2 separate regions of the Rattus norvegicus genome follow, and region 2 is linked to region 1. A link is a contact called in public Hi-C data. All regions are on one chromosome and are shown on one strand. Each heading gives the region's core, a stretch centred on a gene start, on an enhancer-like site or on the middle of the called end of the contact. The rest is flanking DNA. Distances are from core to core; before and after follow the strand shown.

Evidence for each region. A called contact is a pair of places that touch in the nucleus more often than the background predicts.
Region 2: a contact with region 1 is called in a Hi-C map of the A7r5 cell line, with 1.5 times the contacts expected there. The contact joins two enhancer-like sites. A contact is called at or near these places in 2 of 12 Hi-C or Micro-C datasets (the A7r5 cell line and mammary epithelial cells).

The regions. Positions count from the first base shown.
Region 1 is chr8:124,846,634-124,849,588 of GRCr8, forward strand. No RefSeq gene overlaps it. Among named protein-coding and RNA genes, the nearest start is that of Tgfbr2, 87 kb to the left of the region's middle. Within about 2 kb of position 1,513, at least 11 of the 93 cell types and tissues checked have an H3K27ac peak or open chromatin away from gene starts, as enhancers often do. A contact at or near this core is called in the A7r5 cell line, where this site is marked.
Region 2 is chr8:124,964,190-124,967,309 of GRCr8, forward strand. No RefSeq gene overlaps it. Among named protein-coding and RNA genes, the nearest start is that of Tgfbr2, 200 kb to the left of the region's middle. Within about 2 kb of position 1,787, at least 35 of the 93 cell types and tissues checked have an H3K27ac peak or open chromatin away from gene starts, as enhancers often do. A contact at or near this core is called in the A7r5 cell line, where this site is marked.

The sequences.
Region 1 (2,955 bases), core at 263-2,762:
TACCTCACATCATTCATGGTATAACGTCCTATGCTATCCCACATCCTCTGCTCACTGACCCCTGTTATCCGATCTCTCCTAGCCTTCCACCTCACCTACCGTCCATCTTCAGCTACTGTCTCCCCACGCCCCTGCTTCACAGAAACTGTGGTTCAGGAATGGTAAAGACATTTTTCCAATTTTTAAGCATTGAGGCTAGAAGTCTAACCTGTGCTAAGCCCAAATAGGAACTACTTCACTTGTGTCAAAGTAACAGCAAAATGTGGGCAGATGACTGTATGGGATAGCAGCAGCAGCAGCAGCAGCAGCAGCAGCAGCAGCAGCAGCAGCAGCAGCAGCATAAAGCAAACATCATGAGTTTAAGGCAGGATGTGGTGGCGCGGTCCTGCAAGCCCAGCCTTGGGAGGAAGAGGCAAGAGAATCAGGAAGCAAGAGTAGATAAGTCCAGGCCACTCTAGGTTATGTGAGATGCTGGAGAGAGAGAGAAGGAAGGGAGGGAGGGAGGGCAGGGATAGTGGAAGGGAGGGAGGGAAGGAGACAGAGAGGGAAAGCAGAAAGGCAGGAAGGAAAAGGAAAGAAAGTGGAAAGGGAAGCCACAACCCAGCTCCAGGGTAGCCTGGGCTACAGAACAATCTTTAGACAGAAGGAAAAAAGTACAAAAAAACAGTTAAGCAAAGTAAACCCATGCACAGCAGAGTCGGTTCCATCTACACTATCTACTTTTAAAGTTTGTTTTGTGCCCTGGACAAAACACTTCCCTTTCTACTTTTTCCTTATCTTTGCTCTTAGCTCCTTTTAAAATCATCATCTTCATCATTATTTTTAATAATAATAATAACATTATTATTATTATTAATTTGATACAGTTTCATTACATAGCCTCTGTCACCCTGAAATGTTGTTGTATGTTGATCTGTAGATCAGAATGGCCTCAAACTCACAGAGATCTGCCCACCTGAGCATGCTCCCTAACATGTTTCAGGCTAACCTGAAACTTATCACTGTATAGCCCAGGCTATCCTCAAACTCACAGCGATTCTCTTATCTTAGCCTCTCTGGTTCTGGGATGGCAGGCAGGCACCGTGGCCTGATCTCTTTTTTCCTCTCTCTGTAATAATTAATGAAGGGGTTGTGTCAGCCTTCAACATCACACCAGATAACAGAACAATCAGGAGCCGTCATATAGAGGTAAAATGATATCTTTCTTCTCCAGCGACAGAACCACATGGCCTCCCCGCTCAGTGGATACTGCTCTGCTGAGCTTCCCCACCCTCCACCTGACCTTGGTGTCTTCTTCTGTTGTTTGTGGATCTTTTTGGCTAATACTGTCTCTGGAGAATAAATGAGTGTAACACCCATACGCAATGGGGTGTGTGTGTGGCGGGGGTTGGGGAGTGCAACACCCACACACAGCGCCTGCAGGGTGTAGGCCTGTGAAGTGTATCTTCTGTGAAGTGTCTCAGATCCACCCAGGTTTGGTAACAGCATAGCTACCTGATTGCTCACGAGGCCTTGGTATTAGAGCAGGGGAAACCCACAGACATCAGTCTCTGAGGCTTTTGTGGTTTGAGCGGAGTTGGGCTCAGTGTCTCCTTCGAGTCTCTTAAGAAACATCTTACAAACTTTCAAATTATGCTCCAGGAAGCCCGACACAGGCTGTGGCTATTAGAGAGCTATCCAGATTTGCAAAGCCTGGGGGGTGGGGGGCATACAGAATAGAGTCCTTCCTGATAATCAGTAGCAGCTAAAGCCAAGAACAGAAGTCGAGTTATTACTGGTCAGAAAACAGGCTGAGTTCTATCTCTGGCCTTGGGTGGAGATGTGATTTTCCAAAGCGCAGAAAGACTGTAAGATTCCTAATGGGATAAAAACATGGGTAAAGAACCATGTGCACCACTGCTCCTGCTTAAAGACTGATGCAGATGGGCCTGTCAATCACCTGCTCGGGAAGATATCTCTCAGGAAGTTTTCTGTCTGAGAGACTTTAAGAGATAATACATTGGCAACCTAAAACGATGTCGGTTTGCTCAGTGGTCTCTTGAGCTACTGGCCACTCCCCCCACCCCCGAGTGGGTTCCTTCCTGCCTGCTGTCTGCTCTCATCCCTTCAACCTGATCCACCTTACTCTGTGATAAACCCTGTCTTCTGCATTCATCTCCATGTCTCCTTTGAATTCTTCCTGTGGAGACCATGGGGTAGGGGGTGGGGGAGGGGAGGGAGGTCTAAAGTAAGATCCCAGTAATAATGACAGCAGTTAGATATTAGTGGGAAACACCTGCGAACAAGAGTTCCTAAAAAGTGTGGCATCATGTGCTGAACTTTCTAGAGATCTGATTAACCGATCAGAACATCAATGTTGCTCCCAGTGCCTCAATTCATCTTGGGCTATCTTTAGCTTTCTCAGCAGCCATTCCTTGGCCATCTCTATTTCGGACCCAACATTCTCATAACTAACACATACAACCTTTTGGAATGTATGGACAGATCACCAGTTTCCACCAACCACAAGCTGAGGATAGCATCAGATAGAATCCGAGGCCTACGATGGGAATTCCCCTACTTTGCTGTCACCGCCAACCTGATGTCTCCACTGATGTATTTGAAGAGTGTCCAAGGTCTGTGACTGTTGGTTCTGTTGCTACTAAAACTCCATGAAACTATTGCCATGCTGGGACATAGGATTCAGGGTAACCTGCATCTGTGTTCCCAAGCATAGTCACTCATGTTTGACTCCAGAGTAAATTCCCTCTTGCTGCTTTTGAGGTGAGTGGTTTTGTGTCAATATTCCCAAGGGACTCTAGATTCCTTTTCTTTTTTTTTTTTTCCGGAACAAGAAATTGGACAGAGGACAAGAACAACATTAGACAGTGCAAGAGGATTTATTAAGAAAGAATACACTTCTGAAGGAGGGAGATGGCCAGAGTAGAGAAAAAGAGATTAACTTCCAATAGCAAA
Region 2 (3,120 bases), core at 537-3,036, 120 kb after region 1:
ATACTGACGCTGGGCTGCAGAGATGGCTGGCTCGGCAGTTAAGAGCATGAACTGCTCTTCCAGAGGACCTGAGTTCTGTTCCCTGCACCAGGCAGCTCCCGACCATCTGCCTGGTCCAGCTCTGACTTCTTTAGATATTACACATATATGTACACATACACACATGTATATACACATGTACATACATACACTTACACAATATGTACACATACACACATGTATATACACATGTACATACATACACTTACACATATATGTACACATACACACATGTATATACACAGGTACATACACTTACACATATATGTACACATGCACGCATGTATATACACATGTACATACATACACGCACACACATGTACACATGCACACATGTATATATACATGTACAAACATACACACTCATACATGCATACACATACACACATGTAATTTAAAATAAAAATAAACCCTAACAATAAATAAATAAATAGTATGCTTCTATCCTAATTAAGATACTGATGCCCCAAAACCAAAAAAGATACTGATATTCAATTTAAAGCAAAGTGATTTTGATTTTTTTTTTAAATCTAACGAAACATCCCCCTTTTGGAGGCTTCCTGGGAGTGGAAATGTATTTTATATTCTTTTATTTGACTTCTGTTTGTCCGTTATTTGTTTATATGCTTTGCAGATAAATAGCTCTCTAGATTTATTTCCTTGGATTCATAAATACAGTGACTGTAGGAACCAAATGGCCAGCACTCTGTCTAGAGAAACAGCTCATTTGGTGATGGGGTGGGGTTAGAATATAAAAGCCTTCTACATAAGCCTACTGAAAAGACACCCATTTCATTTCCTTGGCTTCTCACAGAAACACATTTTTATATGATTTTCTTCCACAAAATATAACGTTCGCTTATGTTCTCTTCAAGAAGAAAGGTTTCTCACAGAGCAGAGTCAAAATTTGTCTTTTAGATAGTTTGAATTTAGCAATTTCGGGCTTTCTAAGTCCCCAGGTACTGCAAAAATTAGATAACTTGTGGGTGGAGAGATGGCTTGGTGTTTAAAAGCGTTTGCTGCTCTTGCGGGGAACCTGGGTTTGGTTCCCAACACTCAGGTTTGGTGGTTCACAACCTGTAACTCCAGCTCCAGGAGATCGGACACCCCCTTCTCAGCCTCTTTTGCCATCTGTGCACATGTGTGCAAGGCCCCTTCCCCACATATACACATAGTTAAAACCAAAAAAGTCATAAAAATAGATAAATTCAGTGTCACAAACTGAATCCACGTTAGGTGCCAGGAATTGAACCCAAAGATGGGCTTTCTAAAGTGTTCTACCAGGGACTTGTGTTGACATTAAAATGTCTCACTGGTAGTTGGAAATTTGTAATTAGATGCTATGGAGTCATTTCAGCACTTTACGTATTTTGGTTAAGTCCCAGAATAGCCTGAAGTCCGGTGAGTTTATAGACAAATTACATTGGAAAAGGCTTGGTTTCCAGGTGTGTGTTGCTTCCTTCCCCAGAGAGGCTGATGTTTATCACCTCGAAGTGACCCAGTCTTTGGATTGTAAAATGGGATAATCCACAAAGAGATGGCAGGCTTCACCTCAAGGTCTGTTTGTTTTCTCCTTTGCTGAAGCTGCCGGGTGGAAGCTGGAAAAGCTTGCTTAACTGCACATGCGCAGGTCATCTGACAGTCAGGCTTTCTTGTGAATGCGAAGTTTGAAGAGAGTCCGAGCGAGCGGCCTATGTGAGCAGGACTCAGGCAGGATTGTGGCTGCCTGCCGCTGCTTTTACTGGCAAAAGGTGGCCATGTGCCAAATCCTGCTCGGCTCACACAGCTGTTGGCCGTGAATCATTTCCCTTCATTTCCCAGCTGACCCATTCAACAGGCAGATAGAAAGGTTTTGAAACCCATTTGCTAGCCTCGTGCTGCACCGTGTCCCCCTTTTGAATTGTGGGAGATTTTAAAGGCTCTTGTCCTCAGAGGCAGGGTTGTTACTACTAGCAGAGTGCATCAGCAGACAGGAGAAGCTGAGGAGAGGCTGTGAAATGGTGATTTTTATGGTCAGGCGTTCATGGCTTCATATCATCGTCTGCCACTCTCCTGCTCTCTTAAGTCATTTCTGACATTAGCATGACATTCTAGCTATGTTGGCAGGGCTCAGAGTAGAGAAGGGTCTCCACAGTGGTTATCATGGCTGCCTGACTAGTCAGAACTGGGCTGGAGAAATTCTAACTCCAAGGAGGTCAGCAGAAAGCAATAGGTCCGCTGGGGCCGGAGTCACAGGTAGCTGTGAGCTGTCACACCTGGGTGCTGGGAACAGAACTCTAGTCCTCTGAAGAGCTAAACCACTGAGTTTCTTCACCATCTCTTCACAGAAACGCAAATCATGGAGTTGGGCTGATCTCTCTGCTGGTGACGTGCTCGCCCCATAGTTTGAGGACCTGAGTTCGATCCCTAGAGTTTATGTAAAAAGATAGGCATGGTGGCCTGTTTGTAACCCCAGTGTCAGGAAGCAGGGACAGGAGGAATCTCTGTGGCTCTTGGCTCCTTAGACTAACTGAAATGGTGAGACCACAGTCCCCTGTGAGGGACCCTGCCTCAAAGGATAAAGCGAGGAAGAATTGAAGAAGACATCTGATATTGGCCTTTGGCACAAGGGCACCTGTTACCTGAATACTTACATGTAAATGTCACACAAACACACACACGTGATTTTGGCACATCCCTCTGCATCATATAGCAAATGACTGACTCTAAAGGGCAGAGAGTGGTCATGAGCTTCCCAGTCTGAAATAGCATGTGTGTTGGAGAGTTTTACGTCAGGCAATTCCACCCAAGGTAAAGTCATTTGGGAAGGCAAAACCTCAATTGAGAAAACGCCCCCATCAGATTGCCCTGGGGGCAAGCCTGTGACATTTTCTTAATTCATGATTGATGGGGGAGGACCCAGCTTACTGTGGGAAGTGCGATCCCGGTCTGGTGGTCACAACTTCTACAAGAAACCAGGCCCAGCAATCCATGAGTGAGCAAGTGAGCAGTGAAAAACATCGATCCTCCATGGGCCTTGCATCCACTCCTGCCTCCAGGTTTCTGCCTTGACCTCTCTCAGTGACTGATTATATTTTGTGA